2 separate regions of the Pan troglodytes genome follow, and region 1 is linked to region 2. Evidence: chromatin contacts called from public Hi-C data. All regions are on one chromosome and are shown on one strand. The core of a region is the stretch at or near the end of the contact, and the rest is flanking DNA. Distances in the headings are between cores, read along the strand shown. Region 1 holds the start of LYRM9 (LYR motif containing 9). Region 2 has its middle 81 kb from the start of TMEM97.

Region 1 (7,145 bases), core at 3,106-5,605, 350 kb after region 2:
TTTTTTTATGATGGAGTTTCACTCTTGTCGCTCAGGCTGGAGTGTAAGGGCGCACTCACTACAACCTCCGCCTCCTGGGTTCAAACGATTCTCCTGACTCAGCCTCCCGAGTAGCTGGGATTACAAGCTATCACCACCATGCCTGGCTAGTTAATTTTTGTATTTTTAGGAGAGATGGGGCTCTCATCATGTTGACCAGGCTGGCTTGAACTCCTGATCTCAGGAGATCCACCCACTTTGGCCTCCCAAAGTGCTGGGATTACAGGTGTGAGCCACGGTACCCAGCCTCACTTCCCTATTTTCTCACTTAGTGTTTTCTAGAACCACCTTTCAAATGAACTAGTTGTTCTCAAATCCTTGCTTTGGGGGCTTCTCTGGGGGGAATCCAAATTGAGGTATATGTAACTATAAATTGTGATGCATGCCATGGAGAAAAGTACAGTCTACTCTTTGGGTGGGGGGACCTGCTCCATTATGGGGTGGGAATGTGGATGTCAGGGAAGGCGAGGAAGAGATCTATTAGCTAGGATCTAAAGGAGGAGCAGGGCAGAAGGACACGATACAATGAGTGTCTGAAAGGCCACTGTGGCTGCCACAGAGGACGGGGACATGGATGGAAGCTTAAGAGGCCAGACCCTGGAGGGCCTCATAGGACATGGTAAGGAGTTTGGCGTATGTATTCAGAGAACACGGAGAAGTCATTAAGGGGACTACAGCAGGACAGTGACAAGACTATACCTGTCTCTAACCATAGTGGAGAAGGACAGGAGAGCCCGCATGGCAGGGATAGAGTTCAGAGGCCTCCGCTATGACCCAGGGTCTTGCATGGAGTTTTGCACATGAAGGAGTCTCAACAGATGTTTGCTGAAGTGGAAGGTAACTATTAACCATGTAGTTGACTGACCAGAACACCCAATTTCCTGGCCAAGCCGATAAATGATTTCCCTTCATTAATGTTGCCTTTTTTTTTTTTTCTGGGCTGCTACACTTAAAACTCTATCATCCCTTTCTCTTGGGGACAGCATCAACAGGATAACTCCCTTCTACTTTTACTTATTCTCCACTTCCCTCATTTTTACTTTCTTCTTTCTCTCCTTCTCCTCTTCACCCCTTTGTCTCTCCTCTTTCTTCAAATAATTCTATTTAATAAAGTTGATTATTTCTTACAGTCTCCATTCCTATTAATGGTGGCATGTAATTCTTGTCTCTGGACATCTCAAGACACTGCAGATATAGTCAGTGGAAACAGAATTACACTTTGTGAGCAAGGTAATTTTAAGTGGATCTTTAGTCAAATGCTGTCAAAATGCAAAAAAGAAGAATGTTCCCAAGCACATTCACTCCTTTGGTAATATTGCCACATACACATCCAGCATGCACTTGAAATTTTTATGAAAAAGAAATTCCATTCCAAAGGTGATTCATACAAAACATTATGTATATGTGTGTATGTTATTTACAATTTGAAATCATGAGACATAGTACATATTTTCAAGAGATAAAAAAAGTGGGGACATATTCAGAGATAACATACATCTGATCACCAATGTGGTTTCACATGTGGTCACTGTTAATAAATTACTACAGAACACACTAGAAACAGAGAATGACATATACCAGTCAGCAAAGTTGGATTTATGGTGCTGCAGAAAGTAACATAGTATGGAGGACCAGGAAGGCTGAAACCCAGCCCATAAATTAATCTCCAAGTGTATGTTGTAAATAGTCACAATTGTACCCTTTTTCCTCTTGTGTTCCCTTTTATAAAAATATTGAAATCCTTGCTCATCCCTTTCTTTTGCCCAGCAATTAAAGAAAAACAAACTAGATGTCTGAGATTTCACATAACCTTTCATACCCAATATTTTTATTGTCTTAAAACAAATCTTGAGTAGTCAGCAAGAGTTGTGTTTTGCAATACGCTGGGGTAAGGAAGATCTGTTCACCCCATTTTCCATTTTCGCCCCTGGTGTCCTCTTCTGGCATATTCACCCATCACCTCATGGCCCTCACCCTGTGTTCTGGCAGGATTTGAGACATGCAAATTGCAAACTGGTAAATAGCAGCTTTGCATATTTTGAATAGAAGAGAACAACGTGGTACCACTCATTCTGTTCTCAGGGAAATCTGAGATAATGGGGAGCAAGATCGAGGGCAGACCGAGGGTCTTAAGTATTTTCTTAAAAGTGTTTATTATGCTTATTAAACCTATTGTACACTGATGAATTAATTTGAATTATTTACATGGTCAACCTTGGAGACAATAACCTGATTTAATCAGAGGATGCAAACGTTATCATTTCTCTTTGAAATCTAAAAACAGGTTTAAACTGGAAACGTCAGGACTTCTTGTATCTTTCCCTACAAATACTGGTTACAAATCTGCAGTTGTCAGGCTAAATGACATAATGTCAGAAATCAAGAGAATGTGGTGTATTTCTTAGGAAAGTCAATAAACTCCCCTGTGCGAACATGTCCCCTGGACAGTGGGTGACTAATTTCTCAAGTAAAAGGTCTTTCTATTTTGTTTATCTGTAAATATCATGCACTGTCTGACATAAGGGGGTTCATCTGCTAAAATTTCAGTGTATAGGAAAATGACATGGTAAAAATGGTTGGGGTTTTATCAGATTATGAGACTGGTGTCATTTTAAGTGAATGTTTGGACTAGTAAAAATTATTTCATTTTACTATTGAAGCTGTAAGAACCTAAGGTTGCTGTCAAGTTAAAAGGTTCAAATTCAATTATTTTCAAATCTAGGTTTCCATTGTGACTTGGAAAAAAAATTAGAGATTATTGTTCAAATCTCTCCTGCTTTGGATTTTTTTTTCTTAGTGTTTGGATGTTTATAAGAAATTTTTGTGAAAGTTAAAATCTTGTGCGTTTGTAAAATTGGAAGAGGCACAAGTGATTCTGAAGGTGGAGCCTTTCAGAGGTAAAGCAAACAGCTTGCATCTTCAATATTTTATGAGATCTAGGTATTAGAACCATGTTTCTGATTCAGGAATACAGCGATCTAGGAACAAAAGGGAGATGAGACTACAGAACAGACTGTGAAATTTCTTAAAATTATTAAATGATCCTAAGACTGAGCACAGGAGTGGATGATGTTACTGCAGATTGTTCTTAATAAGGGCTTTAAAAGCTTAATGATTTATTGATTGGCTCTGCACTAATGACGTGCCCTTGATTATGCATGTGTAAATAAGAGGGCTGATTTATGAGGGTACAGTTGTATCTTTCAGATATATTTGTCCAAGTCTACATCTTTAAAATAAATGGAAGTAATTATCTGAATATTTCAAGGGAGGGAACCCCACCTTCCCATCCCCCACCCCCGATTTGAGGGAAGTCTAGTATGTTAGGTGAAGAGAAAAAAAAAGAAAAGAGGAAGCTCTAAAGGGAGTTAGGAACAAAACAAAACTTCCGTTAAGAAATATCCCTGCTTCTCTTATCCTAAGAGAAGAAAAACAGATTCCCAGGTGCCACCGGGGAGCAATGTTTTACTTAAAAAAAAAAAAAGAAAAAGGAAAAAGAAAAAACTGTAAGAAGTTGTCCTGTTAAATCAACGACACATGGAGTCTGAAGGAAATCAGTCTTTTCGTTACAAACAGGTTTAAAAAGCCCTGGAGAAGAGAGACGTGAACAGAAGCAATATTATCCACTAACAACCTAACTCCCGCTTAGACATCAGCTGAGAGATCAGCAGCATCATTGAACAGGGGGGTTTGTCTTAAGATAATGACTCATCTTTATTTCTTTCAGGATATAAAACTTGTATTTAAATCAATTCAGAGAAGCACTTGAGCTTTAAACATTAGAGAGCAGGGAGAGCCTATTTAATAAAACAGCATTATTTCCTTTTCAAAGAATGATACTGGCAGTAGCTCTAAGTTTAAATTTTGTATTATTTTCCTCAATTATAATTATAGATGGGTCTGAAAGGAAGCATGCTTATTACTGTCATATTTATTCTTTTGACAGGTGTTATGGGACTGTAATTTGGTGAAATGATTCAAAACGCAGATTCCTATCCAAACACAATTCTTGTCATCAACACGAGAGGTTCAGGAAAAGTCCTCCAGCAAGCCTTTCAGAGATCTTGAACACCCCATATTCATAGCACAATCCATATTCAGGAATAAGGAGGAGAGAGTGCCTTTAGGGCTTATATCCGGCGTAGCAACAGCCAGAAGGCAGAGTGGGTGTTTGAGGTAACTGGTAACGAAGGCTGTTAGTGGGGACAGCTTTCAACTGGGTGGGGTCGGATCTAGGAAGAGGCACCCAGTAGGACCCCGAGTCCCGCGCGCGGCCGGCAGAGGGCGCTGGGCTCACCGTCGCCGGGCAGGGGCGGTGCCGCTCAGTCCCCGGGGCGCAGGCGCACTCGTCGCCGCGGCGGCGTCCGGGGCTGGCGTTCCCCTGGAGGCTGGTGAGCCGCGCTGCGCAGGCCGAGGCCGAGGGCGGGGGCGCGGGGGCAGCGGCGGCCGGAGCCACTGGGTGGCGGGGGCGGGCTAGGGATGTGGAGGCCTCGGGCGTCGTCGGATCTATAGAAGACCTAGGGGCGACCCGCGCCGGCACCTTTTCCCTTGCGGTCTGCGCTCTTCCACCGGAGAGCTGAGTGCACCGGAGCGCGGCGCCCGGGCTTGACGCAGGCCTGGCCGGGCGGCCTCGGAGGAGCAGGAAAGGCCTGCAGCGCGAGCTAGGGGCGCGAGGTCCGGGGCAGCCCGGAGGCCAGCCTCTCAGAGGCTCACGGCCTGGCCACTTTTAAAAGGAGAATGTCCCCTCCACCGTCCCTCTGCTCGCGGCACCCGGTGGCCGGAGCAACCTTGTCGTGATGATTTATGCTTCTGCGTAAGAGCAAGTTGCTCCGTGGCCGAAACCCTTTCGCTCCTAGGATTGATCCTTTTTGTGGTTATTGTTTTAAAAAGTTTTATTGAGATATAATTCACGAAGCATACAGTTCACCCATCTAAAGTGCACAATTCAGTGTCTTTCAGTGTGTTTGCAGAGTTGTGCAGCTGTCACCATAATGTTTTAGAACATTACCCCCCAAAAGAAACACCTCCTTTAGCTGTCACTCCCCCCTCCCATCTACTCCCATTCTCCCAGCCCTAGGCAACCACTAATGTACTTCTGTCTCTGTACTTTTGCCTATTCTGGATGTTTCGTATAAATGGAATCATACATTAAGTAGCCCCTTGTGACTGGGTTTGTTCACTTAGCGTAATGTTTTCTGGGTTCACCTGCCACAGGTTCTTGACTTCAGGACAGTTTCCTGCTGGCTTTAGTTTCCTCTGGTAACTTGGGAATCAATTGACATCTATGGAACTTCTGTTATGGTTCAGGTACTATAAACTGTGGAGGAGTGACTAATAACCGTATATATATTTTTCTTACTAATTTCCCTTCATTTCACAGGTGTTGAACTAATACAGTATAGTTTCTTGTTCTCCAGAAGCTTACAGTCAGCAAGGAACAGAAAGCCAAATAAAGTAGGAAAGGGTAAGATGTTCAACGCTGGGCGCAGTGGCTCATGCCCATAATCTCAGCACCGTAGGAGGCTGAGGAAGGAGGATCACTTGAGCCTAGAATTTTGAGACCAGCCTGGGCAACATAGTAAGACTTCGTTTCTATAAATAATTTAAAAAATTAGCCAGACGTGGTGGCGTGTGCCTGTGATCCCGGCCACTTGAGAGGCTGCGGTAGAATCGTTTGAGCCCGGGCAGTTGTGACTGCAGTGATCCCTGATCATGCTACTGTACTCCAGCCTGGGTGACAGAGTGAGACCCTGTCTCAGGACAAAAAAAAAAAAAAGATGTTCAAGCACTTAAGATGTGCCAGCCCCTGTGCTAGGCACTTTCCATAAGTTAGCTAGGTTGGTCTTTACAAAACCCCTGTGAGGTGGATTATTCTTTTCTCCAGTTTACAGTGGGGGAAGCAGAAGTCCAGAGAAGTCAACCAGGTTGGCCAGGATTACACAGCTAGTAGATAGCAGAGGTAGGCTTTTAAACTAGGGTTCTTTGTCTCCAAAACCTGCTCTAAGTTCTGTCACATCGATTATAATCACAATAAGTGATTACAGAGCAGTGTGATGACTGTAATAGGGGTGTGAACAGCATGGGATGAAAGCCTGAAGGAGGTGACAGGGAACTGGGTCTCTAAGGATGAGGGGTAATTCTTGAGGCAGGTGAAGAAGTCAAGGTAGGGAAAGCACAGCATGTTTCAGAGATGGTATTAACAATAACAGTTAGTAGGAAACATGTAGTGTGTGCCAGGCATCATGCTTAGTAGTCTAGGAGCGTTATTTCATCCTTACAACAGTCCTATGTAGGAAATACTATTTATTAGGGACCGCATTGACAGATGGGGAACAGACTTTGAGATAGAAGTTAAGAAACTCGTCCAGGGTCCTAGAACTAGCAGGTGATAGAACCAGGATTTGAACCCAGACTGTCTGATCCCAGAGTCCTCCAAGTTCAGTCTGTGGCTAAAATGCAGGAAGTGTGGGAAGGACAGCAGGAGGGGAGACTGATGAGAGGGATTGAAACAGATCTCAGAAGGCCATGGGTAGAGAACTCTCTACAGAGGTTCTGAGGAAGGGGAGTGACAGGGTGTGCTTTTTAGGAAGTGTTCTTGGGTGGCACCATGTGGATTGGGCTGGAAGGAGGGAGACAGATCAGGAGGTATTCGGATAGTCCCAGCCAGGTATGGGTACAAAGCTGGGAACCAAGGTAATGCCAACAGGGATGAAGGGGGCAGGGAGGGGGTGAGGGGACTTGAGAGCCTTGGCTATGTAGGAGAGGGACTGGGGGAGGCAGGGATTGCTGCCCCATTGCTAGCTTGGGAGAACACAGATGTGCAAGATGGAGCCCTGGAGTGGGTGGGGGTGGGAAGCAAAACCACTCCATTCCTATTTTTCAACTTTTCCCTTCAAGAAGAGTAATTGCATATTTAAAAAATGGCCTGTGCAGGCTTAATTTAGCGTGTATCAGTGCTCAATAGGGCATAATTTCTGGTTATTTTCTGCAGTTCCATTCTTTCGTCTTTTTTTAATATATGACTTTTTCCCACTTATTTTTAGGTGCCTATATCGGGACATAGATTAGGGAAAAGGACAGTGGGGTTAAATGGGACTGTGGGCCTG
Region 2 (6,766 bases), core at 373-2,872:
TGGCCAAGTTTGGGCCCCCTATCAGCTGTATTCTCTAGGAGCCTGGGGATGGGGGCTGACACCAAGGGCCCTCCTCAGGCTCACTAAGGGCATGAAGGAGTTAGGCCAGGGCAGCCTCGTCTGCCATTCTGATGGTCAGGACAGCTACTAAGGCTTCTTATCCCTGCTTGGGGTGGTGGGGATGAGTGGAGTTCCCGGTTAAAAGAGGGTTGAGGGGCTTAGGAGCTCTGGGGGTGTGCATCATGTTTATGGGCATCGTAGTCTGTGAATCATGGTGTGTTGCAGGCACAAAATTCTCTGTGCATTGGGTGTGTGAATCATCAGGCTGGCGTTCCTGTGTGTAACTGTTAGTCATTCATTTAATATGTATTATTGAGTATCTGCTAAGTGCCAGGCACTGTTCTAGGTGCTTGTGATCCATCAATAGACAAAATAAACAAAGAGCCCAGCTGCAATTAATGATGCCTACACTGAGGGAGGAGATGCCGCTGGGAAGGGATCGGACATAAATATAATAAATATAGAATATATAAGTTAGAAAGTGCAGGCCAGGTGTGGCAGCTCATACCTGTAATCCCAGCACTTTGGGAGGCAAGGCAGGAAGATCGCTTGAGGCCAGGAGTTTGAGACCAGCCTGGGCCACCTAGCAAGACTCCATTTCTACAAAAAATTAAAATTTAGCTGGGCATGGTTGTGTGCACCTGTAGACCTAGCTACTTGGGAGGCTGAAGCAAGAGGATGGCCTGAGCCCAGGAGTTTGAGGCTGCCGTGAGCCATGATCCCTACACTATACTGCAGCCTGGGCGACAAAGCAAGACCTTGTCTAAAAAAAAAAGAAGAAAAAAGAAAGTGCAAAAATAGAGCAAGAAAAAGCAAGATGAGGGGTTGGGTTGCAATTTTTTTAAATTTATTTTTTAAATTGTTGAGACAGGGCTCTCTGTCTTTTGCCCACACTGGTCTCGAACTCATGGGCTCAAGTGATCCGCCCGCCTTGGCCTCCCAAAGTGCTGGGATTACAGGCGTCATCTACCGCACGCTGCCGGGTTGCAATTTTAAACAGGGGTGTCAGGGTAAGACCCATTTAAAAGGTGGATTTTGAGCTAATGCCTCCAGGGGGCGACAGAGCCGGCCATGAGGATGTCTGGAGGAAGAGTCTTCTGGGCTGAGGACAACCTGACTGACACTTTGAGGGAAGGGCAGGGAGAAAGGAGGGCGATAAGTAAGGAATTTGCGGGAGAGAGGTCGGTGAGATTAGGGAGCTGACCAATGGTTTTATGCCGTCCTCGTGCGTACACCTTAGGGGTGTCTCCCCGTTCATTTTTACCTCGATGCTTTCTGCGTGCATCACCGGGCATGTCCAGGTGTGCACCATTCCCCTGGACACCAGGATGTCCCTTAGGGCGTCCGTGCACTGGTGTGTGTCCCAGAAATAGCCAGGTCCCTCGGCTGAGCGCCCCTGCACGCCAGGCTGCCCACTGCGCGGAACACCCGCAAGCTACGGTCAGGGGTCGCGCCGACCCCAGCCGTGGGGTCACGTGACCGCCCGCGGCTCTGTCCGCCCTGCCCCCTCCAGACGCGGGCTCAGCGCTGCTCATGTGCTCTGGTCGTGGCCGGCCTCGTGTGGCTGCTGCTGCCGCCGGAGGGCGCCCTGGGCGAGGGGCTGCAGGTGCCGCAGCAGTCCAGGGCCGCCAGCTGCTCGATCAAGAAGTACGTGGGGAGGCTCTTCAACAGCAGGTGATCCGGCGGAGGGCGCGAGGTTGGGAGGGAGGACGACGGAGGGTGCGGGGGGACACGGACGCCGCCGGGCACCCCCACGCGCATCGCGGCCCAAGCTGGGCTCTGAGAGCAGCCTCATGACCGCTGCAAAGACGTGTTCTCAGCACAAAGAAAACTAAAAACCACAAGAAAATTGCAAACGCCACGAACACCTCCCCACCGAAAGCCACGAAACCCCCTCCATGGACCACCACGAAACCCCAGTGGCTGAACACCTGGGAACCCCGACCACCAACCTCCTGGGGCCCCAGGTAGGACAGCCTGTACGGTCGGCACCGAACTAAGGGCCTCGGGACTGGGGGCAGCTTGGGTGGGAGCGAGAGGAAGCCCTCGGGGGTGGGCGTGCGGGGAGATACTGGCGCCCTGGGGCTTCCTTCTCCAGGCTGGGGCTTGGCCTCCAGACGCCTGGCCCTCCACCAACCCTTTTATGTTGAGAGGGGCCTCAACCCTTCCTCATCCCCCTCAGCGAAAACAATAAAGACAAATCTCTGTTGCTTCAGTGACTTCTGTGGGCCGGGGAGGGACCAGTCCTTCGACGGGGAGGGGGAACCCTGGAGTTCCTGCTGTGGGAGAAAAAGACCTCAGCTGCTGGGTGGAAGGGTCCTCCCCTCACTCCCCCAGCAACCTTCCCCCACCTCACCCCACACACCACCACCAGCGTAGGGGAGACTCCAACGCAGAGGGAGGGCAGAGGTGAGAGAAGCGGGAACCTCAAAGGAGAGCTTCAGCTAGACACACCCCCAGTCCCACCTCACCCAAGTTTCTACCAAACAGCCCAGCTTGGGCTGTCAGAGTTGGCACAGCAACAAGAAGAGGTGCCTTTGCCCCTTACCGTGCAGAGTATAGGGGGCCGCCTTTGCCTCCTGGACTTCTAAGCTCTTCTGGGGTGAGCAGAGCAGGGGAAGGGGTGGACCTGGCCAGGGCCTGTCCCTGAGAAGCTGGGTGTGAGGGTGGCTCTCTCTCCTGGGGGCTCCCTTGGCCATCAGAGAGGCTTGGTGGGGGCAGAGCCCCCTGCCCTGATCCTACTCTCAGACCCAGGTATGTCTCCAGGTTGCGAACTCCTGGCTCTAGGAAGTATCCACACCTCTCCCCATTCTCACCCCATCCCCTTAAGCTGCCAGAGAAAATGCTGGGACTTCAGGCTCCCTTATTCAGACTCAAACTGTTCTCTTGCTGAAGCCATCTCTCTATCCAGACACCCCTTGGATTTAAGAATCAACCTGAGGTCGGGCATGGTGACTCACACCTGTAATCCGAGCACTTTGGGAGGCTGAGGTGAGCAGATTATTTGAGCTCAGGAGTTTGAGACCAGGCTGGGCAACATACCAAGACCCTGTCTGTACAAAAATAAAAAAATTAGCTGGACATGGTGGCATGTGCCTGTAGTTTCAGCTACTTCGGAGGCTGAGGCAGGAGGATCGCCTGAGTCCAGGACGTCAAGGCTACGGTGAGCTGTGCTCCTGCCACTGCACTCCAGCCTGGGTGACAGAGCAACACCTGTCTCCAAAAACAAAAAATCAATCTGAGCCAAGCAGCTGCATCCTCTTAAAGCTCTTTGCCTTTTAGGACCTGGTTCTACTTCCAGGTCATTTGCACACACCAGAGTGAGTCAGGACTTGAGGGGAAACACAATCGTGGAGTCACTTCCATGGGGTCTGTGCAAGGTGCTGAGCTGAGCTCAGGAAAGTGGACCCCTCATCCTCCAAACCCATAACCCCATCCCTTCAGGCCAAGCATGTGGGGGAGGCAGGAGAAGCCATTCTAGGAACCAGACACATTCTAGTTTCCTCACTTCTCCCCTTTACACATACGCACACACGCGCGCTCTGTCCCCACCTATTCAGGATGACTGAGAAGGGCCAGGAAGAGACAGGTGCACTGGGACTCCGGGCAGTCCTCCCTGGGGCAGGATCCAGGTCCTTGCCTTCCCAGAGCTGGAGTGTGGAATCCACAGATTGGATTCATGGCAGTGGCTGGAACTCTCAGCTAATCTAGCCTCCTCCCTTTCCATAGCAGCTTGAATACCTCCTGTGCCCAGGATTTCACTACCTCTCCGGACAGCCCATTCTCTCCAAATTTCTGGACGGCAGCTCAGGCCCCTGGATGCAGCCATGACTGCCATAGCACCAGAATTGTGCCTCCATGCTGGGCTGATGCCCCTGCCCCCATGCCAAGGATGCTTTAGTATACCTTTTGGTGCTCCTGCTGCCTCAGCCACAGGAAAGCACTGGTGCACTTGGGGCAGGGTTGTCATGGGGCTGGGTCGGGAGGGTCTACAGGTGCTGAACTGGGAAGATTCAAGCTCAAGACTGCCACTTCACCGATTGCCGAATGACCACAGAGGAGTCCCTGCCTTCCTCTGGCCACAACTTGTCCCTCTGTGGAGAGGATGAGCTGAGTGACTGATGACCTCATGGACGTTCTAGATGATTTACAAGCACAGCCTGCTTTCCTTGTTGCCTCCGCCCTGCCCTCCCCTTTCCATGCATTTGGCTCTTCCTGCTGCCCCCCACCAGGGGTCCACAGAGACACAGAGATAAGCTGTGCTTTGACTTGCTTTATTGAGCCTGTGCAGGAACAGGGAGCGAGCTTTGGCCAGAGCCAACAGTGTGGAGGGGAGAGCTGGGCTGGCACTGCCTGTGGAGTGGTAGGGGGCAGGAGGTAGTGTTACAAGTCCAGCGGGCTCAGCTCTCTGTGAGGACAGAGTGGAACATGGCAGTGTGGGGGGCAGGCCTCGTGCATCAGGAGGCCTCAGGCCAGCCCTGGGCTCCTGTTCTCCCTCTTCCACCCCCCACCACACCTTTTCAAGCCCTGATTCAGTCCCACCATCCCCATTTCAGCCCCAGGGAGCTGGACAGACAGGGTAGGGAGTCGAACTCACCTGGGGGCAGCAGCATGGGAGGGCCCCACTCTGAGAAGGCCAGCGTGTCCTCTTTGTCTCTTTCCCCATACCTGGAAGCACTGTGCCCAGGTGCCAGCCCACCGGTTTCATATCTGCCTGTAGGCACCCTCTTGCCCAGGGCACATGGGCCCAGGCCTGGTCAGCACAGATGCTCTGTTTCCCCAAGAGTGGCCTGGAAGGGGCTGGGACTGGGGCTGGAGATGGGGCTTGGGCTGGGGATAGGGTGTGGCCAGGAATGTGGAGTGGGCCCAGGGTCCCAGGGGCTGGGATCTCTCTCCCTGTCCATGGCACATGCCTAGGCTTGGTCAGCATGTTGATGTATCTACGGAGCTCAGCTGTGCACTGGGCCATCTGCTCCGGTGTGGTATTGTCCCCTGGGTACAATGGCTCCAGCGGGGCTCCCCGGGCACCCAGCAGTGGCCACAGCAACAGAGCCACACAGGTGGACAGGAGCAGCAGGGAGAGGCAGCGGCATGCGGCAGCCATCTGAGGAGCAAGCAGAGGGGAGGTGGAGGTGGAAGAGCCCATGCTGCAGATTTTCCTATGCCCTGGAAGCAGGGCCCATCTACCCAGCCCCTTAGCCCATCATCCATTTCTCCAAGCCTGGGGACGAGAGGGCAGAGAAAAGGGCCACTCCGAGCTGACCACTCCACCTCCTAGACAGTGTGCTGGAGGCACGGACAGCCTGTCCTGTGAGCAGCCCAGCAGCCAGGGCCTTGCAAGTTAGAGAAGTGTAGCACAGAAAATGGAGACATGAGTCCTGGAGACACATGTCTCATGACATCCAGGTCCTCATGGCTCTGAGGCAGCAGTAGCTACTGGGAAATAAGGGCACACCAGGTCACCCACAGGGTGTGGGACATGGAATGAACTGGGGAAGCAAAGGACAGAAATCCACGGCCTTGTGGGTCTGGCCCTCCACCCAACAGTAGAGACAGATATGGGTTCTGGAGAAGACATCCTGCACAGACCGTGTCATCCTGCACAGACCGGCACAGCCACTCACACAGGGACACATTCCAGTTCACAGCTATGCACACGAGTGTGCACACACACTTGCAGTCATCAGATGGCTCTCCTAGTGTGACAGGTGTGTCCAGATGCAGAGCAAGACCCAAGCAGGACCTTAGGCCTTTGAAGGCCCCTGGCCCTGCAAAGCACGAACTCCTTCCCTCCATCCCAGACCCCAGCCTGGGGGAGTTCTCCAGAGCCCCAAGCAGGCTGAGCCCACTTACCCAGAGTCCAGAGTAAACGGTCACTGGACCAAGCAAGGACGTGTCCCTGCCCTCAGCCGGGCCGCTTTTTCAGTCCTCAGTCCCCTAGAGTCCCCATCTCCTGTCAGCCTCTCTCACTCCACAGCCCTTACTCCCTCCTCCCACTGTCTCCCTGGTACTCGCAACGCCACTACTGGGCCAGAGATGGGAGGGGGACGGGAGTGCTGGGGGTGCCAGACTAGCAGCATAGTCAATAAAACTGGATCACAGCAAAAGTCTCCTGTGGGCCCCCATTGCTGAGACCCCTTTCTTTTGGGCACCAGAGCAGGCTTGGTTCAAGAAAGATGGGGTTATGGGACTTCAGGGTGACTGAAAGTTTTTGGTCACAGGCCTTGGAGCTGGCCCTCCCATCTCCCAAGGATCAAACCAAATCAAATGGATTCTCTCAGGGCAGAAGATTGAGGCTGCAGCTGGAGCCTCCAGGATGAAGAATGGAAACTCAGGCCATCCTTTGCAGTTTGGAACTAGAACAAGGTGGGAACAGGGAAGAGGCTTCAGGTCCTCAGGCAAGGTGGAAAGAAGTGGGGTGCCAGGTTTGGAGAAAGCCATTTGGTGGGTTCATAGGATGCAGAATGAGAACTAATGTGCCTAGGTTCAGGGGAAAGGTTGAGGGGGTGCCAGTTTCTGGTAGCCATCCTAGAGCCCCCATTCCAGAGGAGTGCTAAAAACCAGCATCATTTGTAAAGCCTCACCTTTTCCAAAGTGCTCCCAGCTCAGTCACCTCACTAAATCCCCACAACAACCCACTTTACAGATTCAGGGTCCAAAATCTGCACAGAAATGTCAAGTAACTGACTCCAGACCACACAGCTAG

Evidence for each region. A called contact is a pair of places that touch in the nucleus more often than the background predicts.
Region 1: a contact with region 2 is called in a Hi-C map of induced pluripotent stem cells, with 2.3 times the contacts expected there. The contact joins the promoter of LYRM9 here to the enhancer-like site in region 2. A contact is called at or near these places in 1 of 7 Hi-C or Micro-C datasets (induced pluripotent stem cells) and 1 of 1 datasets of contacts at active chromatin or transcription factors (stem cell-derived excitatory neurons).

What each region holds. Positions count from the first base shown.
Region 1 is chr19:39,687,530-39,694,674 of NHGRI_mPanTro3-v2.0_pri, forward strand. It overlaps LYRM9 (LYR motif containing 9), which reads left to right and starts at 4,356. Exons shown (of 4, transcript XR_010153241.1): 1 at 4,356-4,430.
Region 2 is chr19:39,342,894-39,349,659 of NHGRI_mPanTro3-v2.0_pri, forward strand. No RefSeq gene overlaps it. Among named protein-coding and RNA genes, the nearest start is that of TMEM97, 81 kb to the left of the region's middle. Within about 2 kb of position 1,623, at least 9 of the 24 cell types and tissues checked have an H3K27ac peak or open chromatin away from gene starts, as enhancers often do. A contact at or near this core is called in induced pluripotent stem cells, where this site is marked.